6 separate regions of the Mus musculus genome follow, and all the other regions are linked to region 2. A link is a contact called in public ChIA-PET, HiChIP or PLAC-seq, Micro-C and promoter capture Hi-C data. All regions are on one chromosome and are shown on one strand. Each heading gives the region's core, a stretch centred on a gene start, on an enhancer-like site or on the middle of the called end of the contact. The rest is flanking DNA. Distances are from core to core; before and after follow the strand shown. Region 1 holds the start of Usp18 (ubiquitin specific peptidase 18). Region 2 holds the start of Hdhd5 (haloacid dehalogenase like hydrolase domain containing 5). Region 3 overlaps Mical3 (microtubule associated monooxygenase, calponin and LIM domain containing 3). Region 4 holds the start of 3110021A11Rik (RIKEN cDNA 3110021A11 gene). Region 5 overlaps Gm30842 (predicted gene, 30842). Region 6 holds the start of Pex26 (peroxisomal biogenesis factor 26).

Region 1 (4,902 bases), core at 212-2,711, 710 kb after region 2:
AACAAGCAGGGTTGGGAAAAAAAAGTTGCTTGGCTATAAGGAGCTGTTTGCTAATCACCACTGGGAACAAATACAGTTTGTTCCCTAGAACTCTACAGGTACGATATATTGATCAAACTATCACATTTTATAACATCCTCTTTTCATCCTCCCCCCCCCCCCCACCAGTTTTTGATGTTCCTGTTTTTGGATACAACCAAACAGATAGAAGAAGAAGAAGAAGGAGAAGAAGAAGAAGAAGAAGAAGAAGAAGAAGAAGAGGAAGAAGCTGGTCACATAATTGATTGATTTGCAAATGTATTGGAGACTTAATGTATTTGTCCATGATATGTGCAGATGCCACATTGTCTACCTCAACCACTGATCAAGAGACTTTGTTTTACCCTGAGGGCCATACCCCACTTTCTATTTCCAAACATGGACATCTTGGTTTATTTTCAACAGCTGTGTATAACTCATGCTTCACACACACACACACACACACACACACACACACACACACACACACACACACACACACACTATAGGCAGGCAGACATATTTGTATATCTTACGTTGAACTACAATAGCAAAACAGAATATAGACTCTTCCAGATTTCATAAAGTCCTGGTAGCTTTCGATTAGGGGTATGTATCTCTCTGTCATCTTTGTCCAGTGCTGGGGGTAGGGAGTGGAGGACCCCTCTCAGAACAAGCGCATGGGGAAACCTCATTCTGACTAGCCCAGCAGCTAACAGATCCCCCTCTCCCTCAACTTATAGCCTCATATACAAGATACATCTGTAAAGAGCTAGCAAGCATTTCATGTATGTACATCCCAGAGCCTCCAAACCCGGCTCGGCTTAGACTGTATTTGTTCCTCGCAGAGCTGTACCTTCATGGCCACCTCGTGTGCTAACTGCAATGGTCTGCTATTTTCCACAAATGGTGGGACTGGTCAGAGGTCCCGTTAGAATGTTGCTTTCAGCACTTAGCCATTTGTCGTCCTGAGTTAGTCATAACCTCTTTGATAAAATAAAAACATTTTATCCTATAGAATTGGGGTTAAACGTAGAGGCACAAAAGAACATTGTGCAGATAAACTTATCTTCAGTGTTTAAGGATAAGCCTGGCAATTAACAGAGATGAAGTAAATGTTATCGCTGTCTCCTTACCCCCTGGGGACAGCCTCAGCAAGGGAGTTATCTGCTGCTGGCTTTCAGAGCAGAAGGTACAGCAACTGGGAGTATTTCCAATCTTAACATTGCAGATGAAAAAAGAGAGCGTATCCAGGAGTTACCGGGCCAGGTCCGGCTTGTCGTGTCCTGGTGTAGGCGACTGGACTGCGGGTTCTGTAGGGGCGCGTACAACCGCTCCGCCCGCCCGCCCGGTGCCTGAGTTTCGCTTTCCTTTGGATCTAGGGGAAAACGAAAGCTTGGCGGTGAGGGGGGCGTGGCCAGGCGTGCAGAAGGCTTGGCCGGCAGTGCCAGGGCGGCTGTGCCTAGGGGACAGCAGACACTCCTGAGCTGAGAGGCTGGGAGGCAGCAAGACTGCTCTGCTCCGCGGTGCCGCGTCCTCTTCTGTAGCCCTTTGCAGATGCTGCTCGGTCTTCGCTCTTTGGCTTGACTCCGTGCTTGAGGCAAGTTTGGGGCTAACTTTGAAAGTGTCCTTTATCCGCCAGAACTTTGCTTATACATCTCCAGATGATTAGGAATTTCCTTGGGTTCTGCAAATAGTGGCGGTCTGTATTCTTGGCATGTATATACTGGGCCAATGGATTTGCTTCCCAAGCATTTATATTATTCAGACTGTAGTCGTGATTTATGTTTAATTTAAAAAAGTAATTACCAAAGTGGCTTGTTAAAAATTCAAACAATGCAGACAGATGTGTAGAGTTGTTTCTCTTAATTTGCAACTCAGTATCATTTTTATGTATACTTTATCAGAAACATTTCTAATGGATATCTTTAACATTGCTCTGTGTCTTGCTTCTTGTTCTGTGCCTTTCTAGACCAGTATTTTAACTGATGCGTTGTATGAGAAGTGCGGATTTAGTTAAATAATTCATGGACATTTAGGTTCGGTCCTGTTTTTCCTGGGATAGACGTTTTATCAACAAATATCATTTTTATGCTCTTGTGCAAATACTCAGTCACACGTTAGGAGAAACTCCTAAAATAGAAACCAGCGGACTGAGAAACCGGAGAGATTTTTGTCCAGTATCATAAGTCAGGGTGCTTTAGACCTGTTCCCTGGCCTGTTTTTCCATCTTCTGTAAAGAAAGCTAAATATACCTTTAAGAAAAAACAACAACAAAAACCAAACAAACAAAAAAACACAACCTCCCCCAACTCCCCTGGAAGTCCAAGTTTGTGGTGTTTCAAAATTACAACTTAACTTCATACTTAATATCTTTAGAATTAACTCAAAAAGTGAGGCAAATATTTCAGAACATTTTTAGAATGTTTCCTGTGAAGTGTCCTTTGTGTGTTTGAATACCGTCACCTCCTTTGTTCATAAGAACTAACTGGGCAGAAAGTGGCGTAGCAGATGAGGTGTATGCTCCCTTCTGACTCACTACGCACTAGCAGAAGACTTTAAAAAGAGAGAGAGCTTTTTGCTTGCTCTCTCTCTCTCTTTTTCTTCTTCTTTTTTCACTCTGGAAAACCGTGCTTCATGGTCTTGGCACTTTTACGCAACATGATGTTTATAAGGAAGAAAATCACGTTGTCTCCCAATTGAGTGTATCATGTGACTGGGCTGTGGCCAGAGCCCCAATGGGCACATGAAAGGTGTATCAGCATCTCCAGGCTGAGGGCATGTCTAAGGACAGGCTAATGCATATCATCCCACACCGGCCAGAGGAGCCCCAAGTAGTGTGTTAGTCTGGGTTTCCTCTGGAGAGATCTGATTTTGTCTGTTACAGCACCATAGCTCAGAAGAGGCGAGCAGATTGTTAAGAATGAAGGCAACGCCCAGAGCAGTAGTTCATACCTTTAGAAATCCCAGGGATTTTAGCCCTAGGAAGGCTGAACGAGGCAGGGGGAGTAGAGTTTGGATCTGGTGTTTCAGCTCACACTTGTAATCACAGCATTGGAGGGGGCCGAGGCAGGAGTTTTGCTGAGACTCTGAGGCTAGCCTAAGCTACATAGTGAGATCCTATTTAAAAACACCTGTGCGCAAAAGTTTGAGGCCAGGGGATTTCAATACCAGGGCTTGTCTCAGAAGGTTTGAAGACCAGGCTACTTAGATATTGCTGGCATTGTGAATTTTATCGGGCATTTCTATCTGGGAACTGCTCTCCCCAGACCCCCAATGTGTAACAGCTAGGGAGGGACTCACCACCCAGAATTCCCGTATTGTGTCACTGGCTCGCTAGCTCTTGCTCTCAAGACCCTTGCTGATTCTGTAGCCTGTGGTGGTTATTTCCACCATCTCTCCTCATTGCAAGCTTCAGCAAGGATGGAGGTAGTCTTCTGCTTTGGAGTCAGCATGCCTCGAATCAGTGCATGAGTTTGGGAATGCAGCGTTCTCGGAGCTGGCAGCTGTATGCCTGGTTCAGCCTCATCCTGTCTGCCCACTTGCCCGACCATCGTACATCTCCACTTCCTTCCTCATGGTGCTCTGCCTACCTGCCTGTCCTCCATGCGCTGGCTCTGCTACCCAAGCCTGAGCTGTGTGTGTGCTCTGCCCAGTGAGAGAGCTGCTTCCCTCAGGCCAACGCTAGACTATGTCTGTTCCATCTGTCTGTCCATCCGTCCATTAGTTCATTAGCTATTAACTCTGAGTTCCAGATAATGAACTGATTAGCAGTAAACAAAACCTCACGTATTTGTTCTGCTACCAAAGCAAACTGCCTCCGAGCAACAACCCACCTTCCTCCAGCCTCATACCCTTGCCTCCCCACAAAGTAGTTATCTAAATTTGATTTTTACTTTCTATTTAGAATTTTATTTTTACCATACACAAGTATTGACAATTTTCCATTGACATTAAGTTTGAATATATAGTAAGAAATCAAATAATGTTTTCCAAATTTTTCTCGTGGTGGTGGTGGTAGTGATGTGTGTGAGTGTGCGTATGAATATTTGTGTGTGTTTGTGTCTCTGTGGATGTATGCGTGAAGGCCTGAGGTCACCTTCAGTGTAGTTCCTCAGTAGCTTTCTATATTGTTTTTTGAGACAGGCTCTCCTATCCTGGAGACTATATGCAGGTGTGCACAACTGGTTTTTTTATGTGAGTTCTAGGGGGTCAGACTCAGGTTACAGACTGAGTCATCTCCCCAGTCCTGTGATTGGCTGTTCTGAGCAGATATTTTGTTTTTAAAAGATTTATTTACTTTTGATTTATGTGCCCCAGGGTTTGCCTGCATATGTGTGTGCATCACACAGAACAGGACCCTCAGAGACCCTAGAGCTGGAATTCTGAGTTGCCATGTGGGTCCTGGGTTCTCTGTAAGAGCAGCAAGTACTCTTGAGGCTAGGTCATCTCTCTAGCTCCCTTGAGTAAATATTTGGCTTCTGAGATTCAGCCTGTTGTGACATGTGCTGTAGCCTATCCACAGCCATTGATGAATGCACGTTATCTGTGGGCTGTATAATACAAGCCATGCTGATATGATCGTGTTTCACATGTCTCCAAGGACACATTGGAGAATTTCCTTACAGGGGTTTAGATGTAGTTCAAGTGTAGATCAGTTGCCTAGCACTCCAGAAGGCCTAGATTCATCTTAAGCACTGCAAACAAACTAGCTAACAGAGAGGGGGGGGGAGGGGAAAGGGGAGGAGAAGGGGAGGGGAAGGGGAAAGGGGGAGGGAAGGGGGAGGAGGGGAAGTGGGGAGGGAATGGGGAGGAAGAGGGGAAGGGAAAGGGGGAGGGAGAAAATTTGGCATTGAATTTCAGTTTAAAAGATGATGATATGAA
Region 2 (4,619 bases), core at 2,090-4,589:
GGAGGCAGAGGCAGGTGGATTTCTGAGTTCGAGGCCAGCCTGGTCTACAGAGTGAGTTCCAGGACAGCCAGGACTACACAGAGAAACCCTGTCTCGAAAAACCAAACAAACAAAAAAAAGAAACATGACATACCGAAACTCACTGTTTTATATAATTCACATACACAAACAAAATACAAAAATGAAACATTACCCAACCACAGAGAAAAGGGCACATTATTACTAGGAAAGAAGAATCACTAGAATTGGAACTACTTAGGTGCAGGGGTAGAGAAAAGAGCAGCAGGAATCACCGTGAGTTTTATTTTGGGGACTGGGGACCATGAAAGAAAGACTGATGCAGATGTGCATCAGTGAACAAAGGGGAGCAGCGGGTGGGCAGTCGGGAAGGAGCTGTGGGGCAGCTGTGGAGGGGCCAGCACTACAGATGCAAGTGTCACGCTGAAGCCGCTGAAGTCCTGCTCAGCTCAGAGGTTAGGAGCACTTGCCGCTCTGCCAGAGGACCCAAGCTTGGTTCCCAGCACCTACATCAGGCAGCTCACAGCTGGCCACAACTTCAGCTCTAGGGGATGCGATGCCTTCGGCCGCCAAAGGTATGTGCACTTGGGTGTAGACACACACACCCACATGCAGACACACATACATGCAGACACACATACCTACATGCAGACACACATAACTGCATGCAGACACACAGCTGCACATGACTGTTTGCTGTTGTTGAAAAGGGTTTCTCTATGTAGCTGTGGCTACATAGAGAAACAAGTCTCTGTTCTCAGGGAAATTGGAAGAACAGCACCACTGAAGGGTGGAACACATGAGAACCTCAGAGAGACAGCAGTCCAGATAAGATGAGAAACCACCAAGGAAATGAAGTTATAACTCTGTGTCAGTAAGCTAAGAAGGAGACTGACTAAGTAAAGGCTCCATTTTCCTTCCACTAAGCAGGTAAGAGCTGCAGGGGAGTGGCCTCTTCCCACTCCCCTTATACACAGTCTCCCAGGCTTAGCCCATGGGCCAAGTTGAAGGTGGGCAGGAAAACTGGAAAAAAGGAGATACCAACTCAAATCAGTATGGCTGTCACTTCTAGCTGGGCGGCGGTGGTGCACACCTTTAGTCCCAGCACTTGGGAGGCAGAGGCAGGCGGATTTCTGAGTTTAAGGCCAGCCTGGTCTACAAAGTGAGTTCCAAGACAGCCAGGGCCATACAGAGAAACCCTGTCTTGAAAACAAAACAAAACAAAAAAAAAAAAAAAAAAAAAAAAACCACCTGTCGCTTCTAACCACCAGGAAATAGCAGCCAGCGACACTTAGCAAGTCTCTCACGCTTACAGGAAATACAGAGTCAAAAGTCTCCAAGGCTGATCCCACTGCACCTCAGCTCAGGAGAGTACACTGGGCTCCAGGCCAAGCGCAGAACAAATGTATCTTTCTTTATTCTACCAAACTTTGAGGAGGGATCTCTCTCCAAATGTCCTGTTATCTAGCAAAACTGTATCCCTCCCCACCAAAAAAATCAGCTACAAAGAAGTGACCAGTTATTTACCTAACTTGTATGATGCCTGGGTTCTTTTCTCAGCTCCTTCCCCCCATCAAAGAACCAACTCCTGAGAGAGTAATGAGTCAAAGGCTTCTTTCTCTGCTGCTTTTACAAGCGCTGGGTCCAGAATTCCAATTCAAACTGAGCTAGCAGCCAAGCTGGGGCCCTTTTCATCACTCCTTGGGCTGTTCTGGAATTAAGTGAGGATTCTGGGAGGGGCTGAGGTCTCCATCTGGCCACACCGCTCACATCCCCTGCTTCAGCTTCTGGCGAGTTCAGGTCCACCCCTTGTAATCAGTCTATTTCCTCTAATCGGCATATCTCATTCATACTCAGTGCTCTCTCAGGATTCCTGCAGCCCTTCCCTCAAAAACTCAAAAAATTCCTAGGACTCATGGGTAAATTTCAGAGGGCCCATAGAAGCCCTTACTTTTTTTTTCAGAGTTTTGGTCTGATTTTCTCATCTTACTCTTCCCACAGAGAATCAGCATACAGGTCTGAAAAGCTAAGAGGGTAGGATTTCTCTATAAACACCATGCTTAGACCCCTCTAGGGGTTCAGTAATGGCTGTTGTGTGACCCCAAGGATAGCTGGGACGCACTTCCCTTGAGATAGCAGTTCAATTTCATTTCTGTCCCATTGTGAATCCAAGCAACACTGCTCTGGATCCCTGAAAGCGGGCCTAGTGGCACATGCCTGAAAACCAGCACCTAGGAAGCAGAGGCAGGTGGATGGGTCAGCAAGGACTTTTGGCTAGCCTGGTCTACAGGTCAGTTAGGGAACGTATTGTGGCTTCTCACACAAACACACAACAAATCTATTCACTTATAATTTCAAAATAAGTCGAGAGAAGTGTGTTAGGCATGGTAATAGCACTGTGGTTCAGTGTAAAACGCCTCTTTTAAAGCTTCCCACACAGTTTAGGGTTTAAATAATAAAAACTCCAGGATTTAAAGTATTACAGCCATAAAGCGGGAGAGAGAAGCAGGTGCGCCAAAACGAAGTGATTAGTTGTTTGAAAAATAAAAATATGGAATTCATACTCTCTCATAATTTTTGGAAACTCACATTAAAAAAAAAAAAAATCAAAGCCCAGCAAGAAGGCTAAGCTGTTAAAAGTTTGTTGAACAAGGCTGAAGATGAGTTCCACATAACACACACTGGAAGGTGAGAACCCCAAAGTTGTTCTCTAACCTGCCTACTACTCCTTTCTCTCTCCCTCTCCCTCTGTCTCACATACACACAACACATGATGATGATGATGATGATGATGATGATGATGATGATGATAACAGTTCCTTTGCCTTGATGGCTGCACACCTGAGCCGTACAGTTTACTGGCCATATTCAAACAGTTACCTTTTTAGAAATAAGAATCCGCGAACCCTTACTTCGAGCAGAAGTGGAAACGAATTAACTGCTGAGGCACATTCCTGACGCGCGGGAAGGAGCTGCGAACCCACCCGAGGCTGACCTGGGGTTGGTTTTTCTCCGGACAAGGACTCTTCCAGCGGGTGGAAGGTGCGCACCCGGACACCGCTTCGGGAAGGACGAAGGGTTCCGCGGCTCCACGGTCTCCGGGAGGGCGGCCCCAGGCCAGGATGCTCAGTGGCCCGCACGGCCCTCCCGCCCGCAGGCCCTGCGAGTGCAGACCCCATGCGTCCTCACCTCAGCGCTGCCCGCGATGTAGCCCCTCCGGGGCCCGCAGCCCTGGAGCCCCGCAGACAGGCGCACAGGCAGTTTCCACAGATGGCGCCCGGCGCCGAGAACCCCTAACCCGGCGAGCGCAGCCATCGCGCCCGTCGCGCGCACGCGCAGACTGTGTGTCTCTCCCACTCTCGAGCCCGGTGCCCCCTTCCCACGCACAGCCGAGCAACCAATCAGCGGCCGCCCGCGCAGGGCCTCTCGGGGGTTGTAGTCCGACCGTGGAGCTCGGGCTCGGGTTGCGAGTTCGGAGCGGAGAGCGCGTTCCTGACACTGAATGGCGAGGCTCTGGGTCCCTCGCTTCCCCGAGAGGAGACTTGGGGTCAGCGAGTATCGACTCGCGGCCACCCGTGCTGGGAGGACAGACACCTGACCAATCAGTGCACCTGCTGACTTCCGGGAGCGTGTTCCTCGGCACTTTTTGGAGCTGGGGTGACCGTGTGGAACAAGGCAGCCTAACCTTGAATTGGGGAAGAAGACCATTGTTTTGAGACCTAAATCCTCTGAGCCTCATCCAAAGAATGTTGAATGGCGTGCTGCTTCTTACTCTTTAAAATCTTTTACTCAGTAAACATGCGCGGCAGTCCTACTTCCTGCGGGCTCTGACCCAAAATCCGGGAAGGAAAGATCTCCTTGATTCACACTTGGTAGGGAGGCTGGGATCAGTGTACGAAACAAGGTAAAAAAAAAAAAAAAGAGCACTGTCCCGAGAAGTCAGATAATGGATTCAACAAACATGTAATGTGTACAGCTAAGCACTCTGAGGAGAGAATACGCTTAGGTCAGTGAGCAAGGACAGTGGAAGTCAGTCTGGTCATCCTGACATAGGAGCCTGCTGCAGAAAGAACTCTCTCTTCGCTTTGTTTGAAAGGTGTGAGATGCTCTCTTCCTTAGTCTTTGACCTGTTCCTGGATATAATCATGCCAAAAAAAGTAGTGAGTCGAAGAGAATGGGTTGGAGGGTCAGGAATGCACAAGGACTCCGCGCTAACTCACTTCCGTTGTGTCCATTGCTTCTCAGCTTTGAGGACTAAGATCATAAATCAGAGTAACTGCTGTTGATGAAAAATTGGAAGATGTATTGCCGTTAGTCAAACCCACCATAGCACACAGCACCTAAGCCCAGTCAGGGGATACCCTGTCCAGGTTTGGTTTTTGTTTTGTTTTGTTTTGTTTTGTTTTAACCTCTTCCCGCTTTTCAAATAAGAAACTAATTTAGGAATAGGTGAGGTGGTGGCTCATACCTATTATCCTAGCGCTCCAGAGGCTTGCAGAAGGATCACCCCAAGACATTATCTAGATGATGATGATGATGATGATATAAAGAAACCAATTTAGCAGCCTGAGGGTTTTAAATGTACCCACACTTGTTCTAGT
Region 3 (4,453 bases), core at 1,808-4,307, 590 kb after region 2:
GTATCATTTTGAAGTTACGCTCTATGTCAGTGAGGTTTCCTTTGTGAGTCAGAAATGTTTCTGTCTCTGAGAACATCTGCAGGACCCACTATTTGAGCAGATGTGTTTCTCAAGGGAGCAGATCCAGTGAGTGCAGAAACATTTCTTTAAAAAAAAATAATGTATTGTGTTGGAGAGATGGCTCAGTGGTTAGGAGCACTGACTGCTCTTCCAGAGGGTTCCTGAGTTCAATTCCCAGCAACCACATGGTGGCTCACAACCACCTGTAGTGGGATCTGAAGCCTTCTTCTGCTATGTGTGAGGACAGTTACAGTGTACTCATATAAGATAAGAACATTTATTATTTTATGTGTACGGGTGTTTTGCTTGCATCTGTCAGTGCACTGCATGCACACCTGGTGACTGAAGAATCCAAAAGAGGAAGTCTGTTACCCTGGACCTGGAGTGACAGACTGCTGTGAACTGCCAGGTGGGTGATAGAAGTTGAACCTAGGTCCTCTTGAAGAGCAGTCAGTTGCTCTTAACTCCTGATCCAATTCTCCAGTCCCAAAATATTTATCTTGTCTAGACCCCATAAGAAATTCAGTAACTATGAAAAGACAAAAAGACCAAGGAATCTCTACAGGCTCCCAGGTCCTCCTTGCTTTTTTTTTTTTTTTTTTTCTTCAGTTTTTTGAGACAGGGTTTCTCTGTGTAGCCCTGGCTGTCCTGGAACTTACTCTGTAGACCAGGCTGGCCTCGAATTCAGAAATCCACCTGCCTCTGCCTCCCAGGTGCTGGGATTAAAGGCGTGTGCCACTAATGCTCGGCTCCTCCTTGCTGAGATCACAAACACTGAAGTTCGATCAAAGCCGCTGACTAGTTTTCAGCCATCCTCCCTGAGTGTCCGATTGGCAAGGCACTTGTCTGGGATGACAGTTGTGGCAAGGATAATGGGATAGAGGTCTAACTTCTGGGTGGGGTGCTGCTCCCGAGACTGAGAAGGCTTACTTGAGATCTAAAGAATTTTGTGGAGGAGGGGGGATTTGAATATACCCCTCCCTCACCACCACCACCACCCCCGCGCCCCCCCCCCCCCGCCAAAGTAGGTAGAGGAGGTAATCTGCAAAGTGGGGAGAGAAGAGCTGGGCTCATACTCTGTGACCAAAGCCTTTCAAGAGAAGCAGGGATGTGACCTGGGGCGGGGCAGGCCAGAGGGTGGTCAGGGAGACTGGTTCAAAGGAAGAATGTGAACAGTAGGAACGGCTGGGTAAACAGTGGAGTGGGTGGGAACTGAGTGTCCAGAAACCATCTTCTTGGGCTGGGGGTGTGTGGCTTCTTGGTACAGTGAGTGCCAGCCGTGCCAGGAGTCCTAAATTTCATCCCTAGCACGGGGGTGGGGTGGGGTGGGGCTGTAGTTAAGGAAATCGGCTCCTTTTATTGTGCCTTTTCATTTGGGGAGAGGTTTGAGTACTGAGCATACTTTTATCATAAAATGAACCAGTTACAATTTCAAAGCAACCACCTCTTAGTCCCAGAAAAAGATGGGACAGAGAAGGGTTGAGGAAAAAATGTCCCATCTGTCCAGAATTTATGGCCTTTTAGGTCCTCAAACCACATCACTGGTTGGAAGTCCTCAGTAAGTTCTGTCCCCTTGCTTAGAGAGCCCTCTGTGTGCATGGAGAGCATCAATGTCCACCCCAATACCCTGCACGAAGCAGCCAGACTACAGACCTTCACCCTTGTACCAACCTCCTTAGGAAAATGAAGTCAGGAGTATATCAGCCCACCTGGTGTCTGGGGCCAGGCACCATAGAATCCATAGAATTTGCCTAAATTTTCTGAAAAGGGAACCCTGACTCTGAAAGCCCAAGGGCAGAGTCTGCAGGTGATCAATTCTGTCAGCTCAGGCAAGACCGCTCACCCCTGCTGACTCTGTGCCTGGCCCAAGGAAGGCCCCTTTTAAAAGGTGAGGTCAGGTCCAATGAAAGGACCAACGCACTTGTTACCAAGCTTGGGACCTGTGTTCAATCTCTGAGCCATACGGTGGAGGGAGAGAACTAATTCTTTAAAAAAAAAAACAAAACAAAACACAACGTATTTATCTTATGCATATGTGTACACTGTAGCTAGCTGTCTTAAGACACAACAGAAGAGGGCATCGGATCCCATTACAGATGGTTGTAAGCCACCATGTGGTTGCTGGGATTTGAACTCAGAGCCTTCAGAAGAGCAGTCAGTGCTCTTAACTGCAGAGCCATCTCTCCAGACCCAAGAACAAATTCTTACAAGTTGTCCTCTGACTTCTTATTGTGTATCATGGCTCAGAAGCATAAACAGACACAATAAATAAATAAATAAATAAATAAGAAAGCACCACAGGTTCGCTCCCTAGAATTGAGAAAACATGCAGCATAAAACAATAACAACAAATTTGTTTTTCAAGACAAGGTTTCTCTGCGTAGTGTTGGCTGTCCTGGAACTTGTAGACCAGGCTGAACTCATACTCACAAAGATTCTCCTGCCTCTGCCTTCCTGGTGCTGGAATTAGGCAGTGCAACACCAACACTTGGCTCTACAATTTAAAAACAATTTAAAACAACAACTCAAAAAAAAAAAAAACCAAAAAACACACAAACAAACAAACAAACAAAAAAACAAAAAAACCACTGTAGGCCAGGCATCTTTAATTCCAGCACTCAAGAGGCAGAGGCAGGTGGATCTCTGTGAGTTCAAGGCCAGCTCTGGCATACAAAGTGAGTTCCAGGACAGCCAGGGCTATACAGAGAAACCCTGTCTCAGAACAAACAAACAAACAAACAAACAAACAAACACAAAGCCAAAATCACAACAACAAAACAATCTGCCCCCCCTCCAACACTTGGGAGAAGAAAAGCAGGATTGAAAAGGGCTGAAGGTTTACTACAGAAGCTCAAGCGTCCACGAGGTTGGTTACCAACGGGTTCCATACAGCATTGCTTCACCCCCCAGGCCTCCTGGGGCAGTAGGGCAAGAGGTGGCCAGAACTTCCCTGCCAGGCTCCTCCTCTTGGATCACCCTGCCAGTTCACCCAGAATGCTGTGCAAACATCATCGTCCATGTGTGCTGACACATGACACATGGACCTAGGATTTCACAAGGCCATGCACCCGGGGCTCCTGGGCCGGGACACTTGCTGGCATTGGCTGGCTTCCTGCTGGACGTCTGTGGCTTTTGCCCACCCAGCATCCCCACACATGGGAATGGGATATGAAGGCTGCAAGGTGAGCATTTCACCCAAGGTCCTGTCATCCCATCTACCAGCTGGTGGCAGGGAGCCCGGCTCCACCCAGGAGCTCTGACCTTTCTTCCTGGAATTTGAGTGGGAAGCACAAAGCCACAGAAAGATGAGCAAGAGTTTTTCCAGCCAAGAACACCCTGCAGGGACAAGCTAGTTACCTTTCTGTTTAGATCCCCTTGGCTGGCTGCCTGGTTCCAGTCCTTCCTGACACCTGGGAACTACCTTTTCATGAAGCTAATTCATAGCCTCTCTCTCTCTCTCTCTCTCTCTCTCTCTCTCACTTTCCTTCCCCTTCCAAAAGTTAGCCCAAGAGCCTATTTCTGTTGTTTGCAATGCACCCCCAACAACTGCCACCCTCCTGCCTCTCCTTCACCTCACCCATGTCATTGCCACCTATTTGTCTACAAAGTACTAAAAATCATTGAGCCGTGGAACTCTGTAGAGACACTAGGGTATTTTCCCAAGGTCACACAACTAAGGAGATCATGGCCAGAATTTGAACTCACATTTTGGTATAAAGGCATGAGGGGAGTGATATGACGCACAGCCAAGATGAGTTCAAATGCTTGCCTTCCTGTAGGCTGCCACATGAAAATCCAAGTCATGTCACTGTCAGAACTGCATTGACTCTAAGTGAGAGAAACAGCTACAGCAATGCCACCTTTCTGTGTTCTCTAGGGCTGCCGGAAATGCTGCATATATAAGTGTCCGGCCTGGGGTATGCACTGGTTAGATTGGCTGCCCTAAAAGTGCAAATTACAGCCACCTAGTGAGTAAACACAGTAACTGAGGCCGGGTCTAGTCCAAAGATCTATGTAGATCTACTGCCTCTAAGTAGATCCAGATAGAATCTCAAAAATCTCTCTCTCTCTCTCTTTCTGCCCATCTCTATCACAACACACACAATATACACACATACATATACACACACATAGATACATACATACACTCACACATACATATACACATGCATACACACATATACACACAAACACAATACATACATACACACACATAAACACATATATACACATACACATATTCACACAAACACACATGCAAAAATACACATACATAGACACACATAGACACATATATACACACATACATATGTACACACACATATATATATATACATACACATAGACACATACACACATACATACACATATACACACACATACATACACATAT
Region 4 (5,021 bases), core at 1,559-4,058, 680 kb before region 2:
GCCGATGACTTATTTGATTCCCTATAGCACTGTGTTCCCTGCTTTCTCCATCAGTGTTTCTGATACCTTATACAAAAATGCATTCAACAACTCCCATCCTCCTTCCTACAAAGTGTAAACAGCATAAAACGGCTGTTTCTCTGAGAACCTTCACTTTTAAATTTCTAGTTTGAAGCTGAATTACAAGACTGACATAGTACTCTATGACTTTAGCAATGAAGAAAAACTTCAGTGGACTCAACAAGTATAGCACAGGGAATAAGAGGCAAATCACCTTAATTTAAAAAAACAAACAAAAAGACAATTCTACACTGTAGCTCAGTAAGAGCTGGAACTCACTTTGTAGCCCAGGCTAGCTTCAAACTCAAGGCAATCTCAGCCTCCTAAGCTGGAATTACAGGTGTGAGCCACCACATTTGCTACAAGACATTTAAGATTTATTTTATGCTCAGTTATAGGAAGGATGGAGAGTGTGAATGACGTGAATGAGTGCAGGTGCCTGAGGAGCCCAAAAGTGGAAGTCAGATCATCAGACTATAAATTGATCTATACACTTTATCAATTAACTATCTTTGCCTCCGTTTCCTACCAATCTCTCTACAGGTAGTTATTTTTTCTGGTAGATGAAAGTCTGTTCATGAAGTTAGCATGAAAAACAGTCAGTTGGAGAACTACTGAACCTAACCTATGTGTTTCTCTCTTGAGTTACAGAAAAGCACTCCCCTGGACACTTCCCCAAGTAAATTAGGTAAGTGTTAGGAAAGTTGCTGTTTAAATTTGATTTTATAGCAGTTTCTCTTCTTTTATAAGTGAACTACTGAGTGCTGTGCCTCTCATTATATTACAATATATATCCATCAAATGGCCTATTTTCTTAACAAGAAATATTTTGTCATAAATGATAAGGCACGTGACTACAATAATCTAATAGAAAACAAGAATCCAAAAAAGACTTAGGTTTATTGTGGTAAAGAGTAAAATGCTGATGGACACTGTTCGCCTTAGTAATGTCTCCCAACAACGTACGATACATGTTCCCACAGGGTACCAGAACATTGTAAAATCCCTTGACTCTGACAATATTCCTTAGAAATGGAGGTACTTACGTAAAGAACAATTTCTATTTCATTTTTTAATATTTAGTAAAGACTGAAATAAAGCCAGGTGTGGTGGCACATGCCATTAACTCTAGCACTTGGGAGACAGAAGCAGGCCAGCCTGGTGGGCAGAGCGAGTTCTAAGATAGCCAGGGCTACACTGAGAAATCAGGTCTCGGAAAACAACAAAACCAAAGAAAAAGGGGGGGGGGGGGAGACAACAGTAAGTACACCTGAAAATAAAAAAATAAAATCGATCTTCAAGAAAGCCAGATCATGTCTAATCTCACACTTGGAAGGCTGAGACAGAAGAAGAATCGGAAAAATAGGGACATCCAGATAACTCAACAGAAAAAAGTGCTTATGTCACAAGTCTAATAACCAAAGTTTGATCCCAGCCATCCACAGTGGGAGAACCAAGTCCCAAAAGCTTTGACCTTTGACCTCAAAGAGGGAGGGAGTAATCTATCGTGTGTATGCCAGGCACACACACATAATGATTAAATAAACGCAAAATGTATCAAGGTCTATTGAAAAACAAGATGTAAGAGACAGTTGCACTTTAAACGCTTAAGCAATTTCATACAGTCATCTCCAACAGAACTGTTCACAGTTCGCTCAAAGCAATCAGCCACAACCACCTGCAACTATTACTCTGAGTCCAGGGCCTTTTCTTAACGGGTCAACTCAAAAATGAAAAATGGTACAAAGAGATCAAGCACAGGAGAGGGGGTTGAGGGGGGCAAGGAAAAGAAAAGGCTGATAGCACTTTTGAGGGGCTAAGAGTAATGAGACTCACTCCTTCATGGTTGGTTGCTATAGAATGAAGTTGTCTAAACACCAACATCTTCCTTCTTGTGTGTAAAAACCTCACTCACTCGCGCTCCCAATTTACCAACCCCAAGTCAACGCAAAGGGATTCTCTTCCCTCAGCGAATTCTACTCATCTGACCAAGAAAAGAACCAAAACCCTAGAGTGGCAATGTGAGATCTGCTGCAGTAGCCCCTCCAGCTACCTCCAAGGCGACATCCATGCCTCATTTTCCATCTGAAATACAACCTTTCCTCTTCTATCTAACCAGGTTCAAAATAATAAGATCATCTTAAACATTTTACATCCGATCCACCTTGGCCGCACCCCAACTCCAGGGCTCCCCAATAGCCCCACATCATGCCTCCCACCCTCGGCTCTCGGTGGGCCAGAAGCCCCCCACCTCCCACCTCCAGCAGCGATCCTTACCGCCAGCGCCTTCGCTCCCGCCCAATCCGGGAGCTCCGCAGGGCGCGGCCGCCGGTGGGCTCGGGTGCGCTGGGGCGGGGTCCGCCCTCCCGACCTCCCCATCCTCCTCCCCACCCCCGGCCCAAAAAGGAGGGGGAGGGGTCCCCAAGCCTCACCTACAGCTCCGCCCCTCCCCAGGGGCGCTCTGCCCTGCCCAGCCAGGGCCGGGAGCGCCGAGCCGGGTAGGAAACGACAAATGCCTCGGCGCCTGCGACCTCTGGGCAGATCGAGGTTCCGCCTGACGAGCGAGCCGCTGCCGACGCGGCCGCCTTACTCTCCTCAGGGCCGCCGCTGCTGCTGCGGTTGCTGCTACTGCTTCCCGGACAGCCTGCCGCCGACACTACCACAGCCGCCGCCGCCGCCGCCACCGCCACAGCACGACCGGCGCCCGCGACGTCACCACGCCCCGCCCCCCGCGCACACCTAGCCCCACCCCCTGTCGCCCGCGCGGCGCCCTCGCCCCGCCTCCCGCTCTCCCGGGCCGCTGGGCTTTCCCTCGTCCCACTGGGAAGCGCCCCGCTACGCCGCTCCACGGGACCGCGCGCCAGGATCGACAAGTGCGGCGCTCCGAGGCCGCGAAGGTAACTGGGTGCCGAGGCAGGGTTGCGCCACACGTAGCGCCGCCCCTCACACACACACCCACACCCACACCCACGGCCGAGCGTCCACCGGGAGCCCGGGCCGCGATATTGAGCGAGGAAGGTGCGGACGAGGAGGGGCGGCGTTTGTCTCCTCCTGCTTGCCGTAGGACGTGGACTGCTGGAAGCCCCAGGAGTGGAGTGGCCTTTCCCAAACCTGGAGTCGCCCCGCCCCTTCCTTGGCAAGCCCGTTACCCGAACCCTGGGACGGCCGCCACCTTAGGAAATAAATAGCTCAGGGCTTGTCATTAGAGCCACGGCTGCCTGGACACCCTTTGTCCAAGAGAAGTTAGCTTCTCTCACCCTTGGCTTTTGCGCTGTGAGGCTGTGGAAGGCAATAATACTCTTGAGTCATCTGGGCTGTCCAAGCGGTCATGGCAAAAGACCCTCGCCTCAGTAGGTGGCTTTTTTTGCAAGGATCATTCCAGGGAGGAAGAGTGTGGGCGGAACCTGATGTCCACATGCAGTGTACTGTGCCAAATGCTTCACCGCGTTACCTTTTTTATTTAGCCCTCACACCAAGCAAGGCGAACTACAAAGCAGCTGCTACCTTATTTTAGACAGCCCAGTTTTCTGCTGCTGAATTTCAACCTTTGCCTTTTGTCAAGAGCAAGCCAAAAAAAAAAAAAAAAAAAAAATACGGAGGTGGGGGCAACACATAGTTACTAATCTTAAAAATGTAGATAAGCTATCTCTAAGCCGAAAATCCAAGGGTGGTGTGAATTACACTCATCCCCATACTCACAGCGCTTATTAAGCTAATTTGAAATGCCTTTGAGATGAGAGGAGCTAAGACTCACCGGTTTACTCATCCCTAACCTCCCACCATCATAATTAACCGGCTTACACTCTTCCTAATCCCATTAACATCTTCCCCCATCCTGTAGTATTCACGTTCATCCACCAAACTATATTTTGTCCTTTCCAGATTCTCTAATTGTTCCCTTCCAAAATGCACTTGGGTCATTACAGCTCCTTGGGCACACTAAACTGATTCCCCTTCAGTACATCTAACATATGACAGCCAATTGTTAGAGAGTGTGCAGCTAAACGGGACTATTCAGCAGCCAGAAAAGAATCTTCAAAGATTTCGTTTCTGGGGCTGGGAAGATGACTTAGTGGATACGAGCATTTGCTCTACAAGCAGGAGAACCTAAGTTTGAATCCCCAGCACCCACATAAAACCCAGGCATGGCTTCAAGTATCTGTAACACCAGCACTGCAGAAGGAGGACAGATTGATCCCAAAAGATGAGCTTCTGATGCAGTGAAAGACCCTGTCTCAAGGCAACAAGGCAGAGGGCAATAGAGGAAGACACCTGATGTCATACTCTGGTTCCTTACACACACACACAGAGAGAGAGAGAGAGAGAGAGAGAGAGAGAGAGAGAGAGAGAGAGAGAGAGAGAAATTGAGAAATTGAGATTTCATTTCTTAGATATCTAGGTACTCACCCATTCAAGCCATTCTTTATGGGCTGTTTTTCCAGATACTTCTCTGTATAATAAGTAAAGAGGCGCTTGCCTTGCTATAGGTGTATGTGTCTCTGTTGGGGGTTTTGTTTATCTGTTCGATGCATGGTCCAGGATGTCCTGGAATTCACAACAGTAGCTGGTCCAGTCTCCCTAATGATGAGATTGCAAGCAAGTGACACTACACCTGGCACTCCCCGGGGGATTTGTATGTGCTTGGCACCTGGTCCCCTTCCTCTTCTCCAGTTTCTCTCTTTTGGGATGAAAATATCTGTCCTGTGTATGTCCCAGCTTTGTATCCTGGAAGTGTGTAACTGGTCTGCTTCTTAGCTAGAGAGGATTTTGCCTCAGGATGACCCATCTCCAGTATCACTCATATATAGTTTAGATAATATAAAGACAGAATGTCTTTTATCTGAAATGCTGGGACCATTCTGTTTTTCAATTTGGGGGTGGGAGAAGATAAAAGGATACACTTAAGGAGGTATCGAGGACAGAACCCAATTCAAAACACAAAGTTAATTTATTTCATGTAT
Region 5 (4,765 bases), core at 1,283-3,782, 610 kb after region 2:
TATGTGGGGCCTATTCAGATTTTTCTTTTCTGATTGCAAGCTGCAGGCCAGCCAGCCAGAGCTACATAGTGAGACACTATTCAAAACAACAACAGCAACAACAACAACAGCAGCAGCAGCAGCAACAACAACAACAACAACAACAACAACAACAAAACAATAAAAGCCAAAGAAGCTATCAGAAAAACTAAAGCTTTTGTCAGACTTTTCTAGGGAGTAAAGACTGTAAGAAATGCTAGGCTTCTTTCTCTTCCTGAGGTACTCCAAAGAAGAATGAGAAACTCAGTAAACTGTTGGTTATAAGTTGGCGGTGGGCACATGTAGTTGGAGGGGCACTGTTTTGTGAGATTAGTTTAGTTTAGTTTAGTTTAGTTTAGTTTAGTTTAGTTTAGTTTAGTTTAGTTTAGTTTTTTGAGACAGGGTTTCTCTGTGTGGTCCTGGCTGTCCTGGAACTTACTCTGTAGACCAGGCTAGCCTCGAACCCAGAAATCTGCCTGCCTCTGCATCCCAAGTGCTGAGATTAAAGGTGTGCGCCACCACGCCCGGCTGAGATTATTTTATTAAGCCTGCCCTTTAAAGAGATGGTACCCAATCTGAGAAACTGGTTGGAACAGACTTTGAACACTCTCCAGGCCTGAGAAGGCAGTAGCAGTGCAACACGGGCAGGGTTTTTGATGAGGAAGCTGAGTTCATTATCTGCTTCAGGAGATGGGCACATGTCCAAGAAAGCTACTTTTCTGCAAGCCCAGATGGCTAGTGCCGAGGCTCCTGTAAACAAAAGCTGAGGCGAGGTAGGAAGACCTTGGCTACAGGAGGGGAAAGAACCTCTCTGTTGTATCTCACCAGCTGAGAGTCAACCTGTGCACGATTTCTTGTGAAGGCCACCTTACAGAAAGGAGCCATCTTTCTGTTTAGAGGTGCTCTCAGCTGACTGTGCATGTGTCTGTCTGGCATCCCAGTTATCAGAAGTCAGAGAAGGAGGACAGATTCAAACTCTGGTCCAGCCTGATCAACAGAGTGAGCCCCAGGCTTGCCAGATCTACATAGTGAGACCATTTCTCAAAACACAAAGTGAGATTAGATGAACAACCAAACGTTCTCATAAGAAACTGAAGTAGCAGCGGGCCATGGTGAGTGTGCGTGACTTTCTTCCTTTCCCAGATATGTTCTGGAAATTTCCAAACAAGAGCCAACTATTATTTACAATAAAAATCTCTCAGCTTTTCTTGCAGTCTCCGTGACATTGGGCTGTATGTGCCTCATTAGATGGGATTCCATCCAGTGCGTCCCAGGAACCGCCCTGCCATCTCACTTAAGATTCTTAGCAACCTGTAAGTTTGGAGCCTACCATAATTTCATGTAAGAATATTGTAAAGGAAATTGGGCAAGTCTCTTTCTCTCTCTCTCTTGGGGGTGCCCCACCTTTCATGAGGCGTATCTTCATTCTTCTGTTAACCATTCTTAAATCTGTTAGAGACTGAACCAACACTAGCAATTCATAATAAGCTCAACTCCGCTTCATACTGGTTCCTCTTGAAAGTCTTTTCTTAGGCAGAGTCAAGAATCCTGCTTCGCCTGAGACTCTGGAAAGAACTCCTCGGGCTACCAAAGGGTGGCATTGGGTAACTGTCTCTCCATCCAGTGCCTGGCAGAACAGGGAGATTGAGGAGGGAAGAGCCGGCTCTCGATCTGTCAAGGCTTCTGTTTGGAATGGGAGCCAGCGGGACAGGTGCATTCTGGAGAACGAGAGTGGGCAAGCCAAGCCGTGCTCCAAAGTTGCTCAGGAAGGGTGAGCAGGCCAGCTTGCTTCCCACACAGAATCTGTGATAGAAATTGGATTGGGCAAGAGTTGTGTGCTTTTCGATGGACTTAAGCAAGAAAACTGGCTCTAATTCAAATGTCCTTAAATCAAAGGTCCAATTGGAGCTGTGGCTCATGGTCCCTGCAGCCTTCACCTTTGCCCCGCTTCCTCTGAGCAGAGCTCTGAGCTGGGGAACCTCAGACGGCTGATGGGGACTGACACAAAGCTTAGCTTGCAGTCTGCCCCTCCTGCATGTGCCCAGATCTGTACCATCTCACACCGGCTGGAGGATACTCCCGTGCACATGTGTGTGCACCAGTGCTGTTATACATGATGGTGCATCATGTTATACATGCATGTGGATAAAACACATGCAATTAGGTTGCACATGTATTTATGTAGAAAAGTCAGAATGTGTCCCTGTAGACAAACTAATATATGTGCCCCTATGGACTTGACTTTCGAGATGCTGAAAGTCGGAAGCATGTTGTCACAGAACAAACAGAACAAGCCCCCGCCCCCCTTCCCACACCCTGTATTTTTTTGGCCTTTGCATAAGCACACAGGTCCCTTGTTTCCCCTCTAGTGTTCCAGGGCAGCCATCTTCACGCCTCTCCTTCCCCCTCAGTCTTTAGTCCTCATCTGATTGGCCAGCTGTTCCCACTCCCCGTTCTAATGGCCTCTGTGAGAGGAAGAGCTGAGTCAGCTGGTGGCCAGGAGCCAGGACCCAGGACAGAGTCTGACTATCTCACAGGCCTGTGTCCTTGCTGATTCCTGCTGTTGCTGGCTCTGCCCTGCTCCTTAGAAGCACAGAGCATCTCCTTACTCAGGTCATCCTAGAGCCTCCCAAAGCCCGAGAAAGGCCTGGCTCCCAAACCACAGGCCAGAAGGCCCCCATTCCACAGAAAGGACCACAGTTTCCCCAGCTGTACTGCAGAATGATAGATCGCCATCCTTGTGAAGAAGAGGCAATCTGTGTCTGCGTTCTCAGGTCACGATATGATTTTCTGTAGCAACAAACAGTGTTGATATATATAGAAGATGAGGTTCATTCCCATGTGAATTCATGATATCATGGGGATAAACACCTAGGGCAAAGATTAGAAACAGTGGGGACAAAAGTATCTCTTGGGAAGACTTGATTGACTAAAATCTGAATTGAGCCAGATAACATACCACAGGCCTTGAATTCCAGCACAGAAGATAGAGGCTCGGAGATATCAGTAAGCCAGAGGCCATCCTGGTCTACATAGTAAGTTCCAGGTCAGCCAGGGTTACAAAATGGGGCCTTCTCTCAGAATCAAATCAAATCCAACCTGGCTTGACCATGTTCTTCTGGGTACTTATTGGATGCTGGGGCTGGAAGGCCATGCATTAATGCACACACTTTCCCACTGAGCCACACCTCTAAGCCCTTAAAACAACTACAAAGCAGAAGGAAGCTGACTAAAGAAAGACCTTAGGAGATCCTAATTAGATCAGATTTAGATCTCCGTAACTGCTCCTCCCTGCACTGTCCCAGCTGGCATGCGCATTGGAGGTTTTCTCTCCCCAGGAGACTGACTCATCATTCTTCAAGGTCCCTCTCCTGTAGCCTTCTCTCCATCAGCGCCATGACCTTTGCCAGCCCATAGACGTCTGCTTTCTACATGTGTTTCCGCCCGCCTCTGCAGGCCTCTGTCCCCTGTGCTTCCCTTTCTCCTCGCTCCAGAAGCTGCCTTTTAGCTGCCAGATGGTTTCTGTTAGCTTGGCAAGATCTAGACTTGAAGAGATCTGGGCACACCTCTGAGAAGTCATCTAGATTAGGTTGATTGAGGCGGACTCTGAAGCCCAAGAAAAGGAGGAGGCTGTCAGAGCTTGAACAGTCATCTCTCTCCTGCTTCCCGTCATCCTCACCAACTCAGCTGGCTCTTTTTTTTTTTCCCCTCACATTAAATGCGGGCCCTATTCTTAACTTAGGATGCTTCTTTTGTTCTCGGATTAAGGATGAAATATTGTCTAGCGCTGTGGCATGCGCCTATAGTCCCAGCTATTCTGGAAGCTGAGGCAGAAGAATTGTTTTGAAATGAGGAGCTCAAGGCCAGCCTGGGTAACATAGGTCCCCATCTTAAACACACACACACACACACACACACACATGCACACATGCAAACATATACAATGTATATGCATATATGCACACCCTCACACACATGTTGTATATGTGTATATGTATATTGTATTGTGTATATGTATGTATATGCATACACACACACTTTTTAAAAAGAAAAGCACAAAACTCCCTACAGCCCTGACTGATGGTCCCTGCTGGCCTCACCAGCGTAGCTCCCGCCATTCTCCATGTGGCAGCTCTTATTCATCTGCATTTTATTCATTATCTGCATCTCTGCCTCAGCCTTCCACAGCGTGTTTGTTTATTTCCCTCCCCTACTCCTTCCTTTGTGATCTCTCTCCTTACCAAGCCTTCTCTCTGTCCCTCCTTGGGAAGGTCATCCTGGGTCACAGACGCTCGTTCGCTCACTCCATCGTGGACCAGCAGCTGTCAGCCAGTGCTGCCCACAGCTGTGTTCTCTGCCTCATGCTGCTTTGCAGACCATTGAAAGCATCTCCCGCTCAGTGAGGTAAAAGGAGGGAGTACAAAGGCTTTGGAACTTTGGAGGCTGAAGTATGCAGGGGCCTCTGTATTTATTATTTGTTTGTTTCGTGGCAGGTCTGGATTTGAACCCAGGCCCCATGCATGCTAATGGGGAGTGAAGTGCCACAGCCCAGGGTCTTCTTTTGACAGCCTAGTCCGTCCACCTTGTCCACAAGATGTCCAGGTTAGGCCTGAGCCTAACCTGCTTCCCTTCCCCTTGCCAACTGCTCTCCATCTATGAATGGTCCCCGGGAATTAGGAAGAATGGGGTGGGAGTGGGATTGGCCACTCCTAGGAGTCTGGTGTTTGTTTCATCTCCTCTATAAATG
Region 6 (5,119 bases), core at 137-2,636, 650 kb after region 2:
GACCCTCCACAATATTGCAGGGACAAATCTGGGGCATTCTAGCTATGGGAATGCCAAGGTTCCAGGAGGCTAAGTTTCCTTGAAACTCTTTGCCTTGTGACTGCTTCCAGGCTTTTAGGCCTGCCAAGCCAGTCACTACTGGAGTGGACATAGCACTGGATCCCCTGGATCTAGAGTTACAGATAGTTGTGAGCTGCTATGTGGGTGTTGGGAATTGAACCCAGGTACTTGGCAAAAACAAATGCTCTTAGCTGCTGAGCCATCTCTCTAGTCCCCAGTGGGGGGGAGAGGGGGAATTAAACAGTATATATATTTTTAAACAAGTGACATCCTGGCCCTTTCACCTTACACAGTCACAGGCTTTAGCAGACTTGACATTTCTGTCTCAGCTGTGTGAGGACCTTCTGCAGAGATTTAAAGACTGCCATGTCCTGTCGGTGTTAGTGATAAAAGAAAGGCATATATGATGTGAGCAGGTCTTAGCCTAGCACCTCGCTGTCTTATCCAGTCACTAAGGAGCAAGGGATTCTAGGAAAACTTGGGAGAGAGTTCAGAAGGTAGAGAACTGGACGAAGTAAAACCATGAAGACTGAGTATAAATGTGGAAGAGATAGGAAATCCTGCCTGAAGCACAGATAATTGGTGATTTATGAGTCTGTGTAAAATTATATAATAGGAAGTCAGGTGTGGTATTGCACTCCTTTAATTCCCGGCACTAGGGAGGCAGAGGCATAGTTCAAGGCCAGCCTGGTCTACAGAGTGAGTTCCAGGAAAGCCAGGGCTACACAGAGAAGCCCTGTGAAACACAAACAATATAAATAAACACATAAAAATACATATTTAAATGTATTTACTTTTTGTATATTATAAAGCATCAGTTCTTACATTGGTTCAGTACTGTTTTGAAGAATTGCATGACATGTGCATGGCTTTGTTTTTATGACATCCTTATTTATATAAACAATGCAGGATCCAGGAGTTTATGTAACTCACTTGTGTGTTGATGGTTCACCTACCTAATACAAAGCACAGATCAGATCTACCTCTGCCCTGACACTCCTTTCAGCCAAAAAAAGTGCTTTCTTTGGTTTGACAATGTTTTTGTGACTTATTTGTCGTGTGACCTATGTCACCTGTAAATAGAGTAATAGTCCTTAACTCATAGAGATGAAGAAATAACAGACAGAAAGCGCCTTTCCATTCTGCCACACTTTATAGCAGCATCGAACCCAGGAAGAGGAAATAGCCAGCTCCATAGTTTTCTTTTTCTTTTTTCCCTAAGCTTCCAGCAGACCCTTCTCAACGGACTCCTTCAGAGGTTAATAATAAAGGTGCAGGTAGCTCCACCTCCTAACTGGAATTTCTTCCGTTCGTCCTCTTCCGGTTAGCGAAGGAAGGATCACATTTCTCAGGACAAAGGCATTTCACTAATGGTTTAGCTTCCTCATCTTTTCCACCCCAAAGCTGGCGACCCAGTGCGTTCTCTCTGGAAGATGGCAGTCTCTGGGCGCGAGAGGTTCCCCGAAGCTTCACAGACCCAAGAGCCCAGGACTACAACTCCCAGAATCCTTCGCTCCAGCGTGCGCGTGCGTCGTAGTGGCTAAGAGGGGTGGAGAGGAGGTGTCCACCGTCGTGGGTTCCCCGTGCAGGTCTTCTGTTGTCGCGCTCTCTACTCTGGGAGTTTCGGTGCTTTTAGCACCGGTCCAGGGACAGGAGGAACTAGTGCTGGGCCTTCGGCAGCACTAGTCTTGAACAGACAGTCTTGAACAGGCCAGTGCCCCAAGGGTTAGGCTGTCAGTGAGCGCAGGCTGTGCCCGGGTCCAGCTCCTTCCTGGTCCTTCCTTAGGAACAGACCTGGAGAGGCGCGGAGGGGAAGAGTGCGAGGCTTGCGGGACATCTACCAGGCCCAGTCCGAATTTCCAGGAAGCTCCCGAGAAGCTGTCCTCCTGACGTGTGAGGAGACCTGGTCGAACCCAGGCTGGCTATGAAGAGCGACGCCTCGACGTCTGCAGCCCCTTTGAAAGGGCTCGTGGGCCCTCTGCGGAGCAGCGAGCCCGCGCTCGCCCTCCCCGCTGTGTCCCCCGCGGTGCACCTGCTGGAAGAGGCGTCCGACCTGTTGGTGGTGCACCTGGACTTCCATGCCGCACTAGAGACTTGCGAACGAGCCTGGCAGAGCCTGGCGGAGGAGCCCGTGAGTGGCACGTACGTGCTGAGCTATGTTCCGTTCTGGATCCTTTTGGGGAGGAACTCGGGTCTCTGAATATCTGGCATTGTGAGACTGCGCCAACCACACACCTTGCTTTCCCTAAGGGATCCTCTTTGAGAGAGGCTGGTTGCTCATCCTGCACCCGTGAGACTGTACAATGAAGTCAAATCATGCAACAATTTGGAGGGACGCCACAGTCAATTCTTGGCTCACCTTTTCAGTGCAGGACAGGGTAGATGTCTTTTAAGTGTTCAGTCGTGAGGAGGTTCAGTAAGCAGGTAGCAGCCTTCTTTGGGAACACACCTCCTATTTAACCTAGCCTTGGCAGGTTATAGAAAATGGGGGGTAGAGCGGGGTGTCAAGGCAAGAAGCACACTGTTCTGGTCCTGTTGCAGGACTGAGTGAATTATCTTTAGATTGCTCTGTCTAATGCATTGGCCTCCTCTGACAGCTGGAGGGCACCATTTCTCTGTGGAGTAAACCTTCCTAAGAGCTGTGTGAGGCCACGCTAATGGCGGGAGTAGTCAGAATAGTTAACTGAAGAAAAGCAAACACTAGAGAGACTTGACTGTGGTTTTAGAGGGATGAAGGTTGCACACCCGAATGTTGAGGGCTTTGCTTATGCCCATTGGATGTAATTTTATAGGGTTTTGTTTTTCGTCTTCATATTGAGACAGGGTTTCTCTGTGTAGCTCTGACCTGCAACTCACTGTGTAGACCTGCCTGGACTCGAACCCAGAGATCCACCTGCCTGTGCCTCTCAAATGCTGGGATTAGAGGCATGTGCCACCACTGCCCGGCTGGACATAGACAATTCTAAAAGACCAGTTAAGCTCCTATAGGAGCACCCAGCCAGAAGCCTCACCCCATGCCCTTTTCACAGTCAGCACACACTTAACTCCCACTCTCCGCCAGTGAGCACGTGCATGTTCACGGTGTGCTGTTCCCACAAGGTTACCTTTCTGTTTGTTCAGTTCTCATTCCACTTGGCTGCAGAGATGTGCGTTGGGCCATAGCTCGTGTGCCTCTAAGAGGTTTCCAGAACTTAACTCCAGGGTGGAAGGGCAGCCCAAGAGACCAGTGGTGAGGCCTGGGCCAATAAATAACAGAAAAGGTAAAGGTGAGCAGCCTCTGGGTCGGACGCTGGCTTCCTGTCCCAGCGTGGAAGACGGAGTGGAGAGAGGGGAAACAGCCTGAACCTGACTTGTGTTTTCTCTTGTCAGCATTGTGGAGGTGAAATGCTCCCTGTGTGTGGTGGGGATCCAGGCTCTGGCAGAAATGGATCGATGGAGAGAAGCCCTGTCCTGGGTCCTCCGGTACTACCAGGTTCCTGAAAAGCTGCCTCCCAAAGTCCTGGAGCTGTGGTAGGTCCTTGTGCTAGAACCAGGTCAGGGTCAAATCATGGGTCCTCCTGAGTCAGGGTCTCCTGACTCCTTTGTCCTCATTCCCAGTCAGTTCCCTTCGAATTCGGGTCTCACTGTGTTCAGACCTCACACAATGGCAGTTAAGGATGAGAGGCGGGCATTTGGGAGTAGGATGGAAGAAGAGAGAGCACACCCAGATAGTAGTGAAACAGGCTGACAGGAGGACAGAGCCAATTGCGCTTCCTGATGCCTCCTGGGGATCTCTAATTCTTAGAATAAATTCAGGTGTATGTGGGTATGTGTATAAGTGGTATGTGTATGGTGTGTGTGCATGTGGGTGCACATGCATGTGTGGGTGGAGATCAGAGAAGGGTACTTGGAGGCCTCTATCACTCTCTGCTTTATTCCTTTGACACAGGGCCTCTCCCTGAACCTCACATTTTTTCTTAGCTAGGCTGATAGCCAGCAAACGCCAGTTGATTCTCCTGGCTCTTCCTCCTCAATGCTGGGATTACAGGCGTGGGTGGGGCCACATCCAGCTTGTCACGTGGCTGCCAGGGTTGCAACTCTGGGCCTCAGGCTTGGACAGCAAATATTTTCCATTTTGTCTTATTCTGCGTAAGGGTGTTTTGCCTGAGTGTTTGTCTGTACTGCATGCATTGTATGTCTACACTACATGTGTGCCTGGTGCCCACAGACGCCAGAAGACGGCATTGGATTCCCTGGACCTACGGTTACAGTCAGTTGTGAGCCTCCATGTAGGTGCTGAGAATCAAACCTGGGTTGCTCAGGAGGAACACCCAGTGCTCTTAACTTCTGAGCATCTTTCCAGCCCTCAGTCTCTCATTCTTAAAAAAAGTTACTATTATTTTTAAAAGTTATTTGTGTGTGCACATGAATGCTGGTGCCCTCGGAATCCAGAAGATGGTCTCAGATATCCCAGAGCCTGAGGAAAACCTGAGGTGGTTTTGAGCTGCCCAGGATCGTTGCTGTGAATAAAACTCTAGGGCTCTGCAAGAGCAGTGCTCACTCTTAATCACTGCCTACTACCCCTAGCCTCTAATATTATTATTAATATTTTAAAGATTATTATTTATTTTATGTATGTAAGTGTACTGTCACTGTCTTCAGACACACCACAAGAGAGCATCAGATCCCATTACAGATGGTCGTGAGCCACCGTGTGTTTGCTGCTGGGAATTGAACTTTTGGAAGAGCAGTCAGTGCTCTTAACCGCTGAGCCATCTCTCCAGCCCCTGGTCTCTAATTCTTAACAGTGTCCATGCTCCACAGGGACAGGCTGGAGGACCTGGGAGGGTAGGATTATAGACATTTGTAGTTTTGAAGATAAACCCCTATAGAGCACTGACTCTTCTTTTGGGGGGGACTGTGTTGTTTGGGGACACAGCATCCTTTTATACAGCAAAATGAAAGAGCCCGGAGCTGTGCTGGATGTGGCCAGTGCCTGGCTCCAAGATCCAGATAACCAGGGCCTTCCTGATTATGGATCGCTGGCCAGACTCCACGTGTTCCGGCTGCTGCTACCCTC

What was found. Promoter capture Hi-C pulls out the DNA fragments that hold promoters and counts their contacts. Hi-C and Micro-C count contacts between places; a contact is called where the count stands out from the background. ChIA-PET counts read pairs in DNA pulled down with a chosen protein or histone mark. HiChIP or PLAC-seq counts read pairs in DNA pulled down with a chosen protein or histone mark.
Region 1: a contact with region 2 is called in an RNA polymerase II ChIA-PET map of memory CD8 T cells, with 13 read pairs. The contact joins the promoter of Usp18 here to the promoter of Hdhd5 in region 2. A contact is called at or near these places in 2 of 39 promoter capture datasets (cranial neural crest and pre-B cells) and 1 of 115 datasets of contacts at active chromatin or transcription factors (memory CD8 T cells).
Region 3: a FOXA1 HiChIP or PLAC-seq map of pancreatic cancer cells shows a contact between it and region 2. The contact joins the enhancer-like site here to the promoter of Hdhd5 in region 2. A contact is called at or near these places in 4 of 39 promoter capture datasets (the C10 cell line, liver, pre-B cells and 1 more), 1 of 15 datasets of contacts at CTCF or cohesin (embryonic stem cells), 2 of 484 Hi-C or Micro-C datasets (both in embryonic stem cells), 5 of 115 datasets of contacts at active chromatin or transcription factors (astrocytes, embryonic stem cells, fetal liver and 2 more) and 1 of 9 other capture datasets (embryonic stem cells).
Region 4: a contact with region 2 is called in a FOXA1 HiChIP or PLAC-seq map of pancreatic cancer cells. The contact joins the promoter of 3110021A11Rik here to the promoter of Hdhd5 in region 2. A contact is called at or near these places in 1 of 39 promoter capture datasets (liver), 1 of 115 datasets of contacts at active chromatin or transcription factors (pancreatic cancer cells) and 1 of 9 other capture datasets (pancreatic islet).
Region 5: a promoter capture Hi-C map of hippocampal neurons shows a contact between it and region 2, with 2.1 times the contacts expected there. The contact joins the enhancer-like site here to the promoter of Hdhd5 in region 2. A contact is called at or near these places in 5 of 39 promoter capture datasets (embryonic stem cells, hippocampal neurons, liver and 2 more), 1 of 15 datasets of contacts at CTCF or cohesin (embryonic stem cells), 1 of 484 Hi-C or Micro-C datasets (palatal mesenchyme), 5 of 115 datasets of contacts at active chromatin or transcription factors (astrocytes, embryonic stem cells, fetal liver and 2 more) and 1 of 9 other capture datasets (embryonic stem cells).
Region 6: a contact with region 2 is called in a Micro-C map of embryonic stem cells, with 2.0 times the contacts expected there. The contact joins the promoter of Pex26 here to the promoter of Hdhd5 in region 2. A contact is called at or near these places in 13 of 39 promoter capture datasets (the 3T3-L1 cell line, 3T3-L1-derived adipocytes, the C10 cell line and 8 more), 1 of 15 datasets of contacts at CTCF or cohesin (embryonic stem cells), 24 of 484 Hi-C or Micro-C datasets (the Ba/F3 cell line, the C2C12 cell line, CD4 T cells and 12 more), 6 of 115 datasets of contacts at active chromatin or transcription factors (T-cell acute lymphoblastic leukemia, bone marrow-derived macrophages, embryonic stem cells and 2 more) and 2 of 9 other capture datasets (adipose tissue and embryonic stem cells).

What each region holds. Positions count from the first base shown.
Region 1 is chr6:121,244,445-121,249,346 of GRCm38.p6, forward strand. It overlaps Usp18 (ubiquitin specific peptidase 18), which reads left to right and starts at 1,462. Exons shown (of 11, transcript NM_011909.2): 1 at 1,462-1,618.
Region 2 is chr6:120,527,960-120,532,578 of GRCm38.p6, forward strand. Hdhd5 (haloacid dehalogenase like hydrolase domain containing 5) reads right to left here and starts at 3,340. Exons shown (of 8, transcript NM_144815.2): 1 at 3,208-3,340. The coding sequence starts at 3,333.
Region 3 is chr6:121,119,769-121,124,221 of GRCm38.p6, forward strand. The region is part of intron 1 of Mical3 (microtubule associated monooxygenase, calponin and LIM domain containing 3); the gene reads right to left. Among named protein-coding and RNA genes, the nearest start is that of Mical3, 9.0 kb to the right of the region's middle. Within about 2 kb of position 3,058, at least 37 of the 459 cell types and tissues checked have an H3K27ac peak or open chromatin away from gene starts, as enhancers often do. A contact at or near this core is called in liver and pancreatic cancer cells, where this site is marked.
Region 4 is chr6:119,845,385-119,850,405 of GRCm38.p6, forward strand. It overlaps 3110021A11Rik (RIKEN cDNA 3110021A11 gene), which reads left to right and starts at 2,809. Exons shown (of 1, transcript NR_030776.1): 1 at 2,809-3,645. Erc1 (ELKS/RAB6-interacting/CAST family member 1) reads right to left here and starts at 2,766. Exons shown (of 21, transcript NM_053204.2): 1 at 2,493-2,766.
Region 5 is chr6:121,141,784-121,146,548 of GRCm38.p6, forward strand. It overlaps Gm30842 (predicted gene, 30842), which reads left to right. Exons shown (of 4, transcript NR_167973.1): 3 at 1,221-1,331. It also overlaps a transcript of Mical3 not described here. Among named protein-coding and RNA genes, the nearest start is that of Gm30842, 6.7 kb to the left of the region's middle. Within about 2 kb of position 2,533, at least 60 of the 459 cell types and tissues checked have an H3K27ac peak or open chromatin away from gene starts, as enhancers often do. A contact at or near this core is called in hippocampal neurons, liver and stem cell-derived neural progenitor cells, where this site is marked.
Region 6 is chr6:121,182,281-121,187,399 of GRCm38.p6, forward strand. It overlaps Pex26 (peroxisomal biogenesis factor 26), which reads left to right and starts at 1,387. Exons shown (of 5, transcript NM_028730.6): 1 at 1,387-2,202; 2 at 3,430-3,570; 3 at 4,979-5,119. The coding sequence starts at 1,985.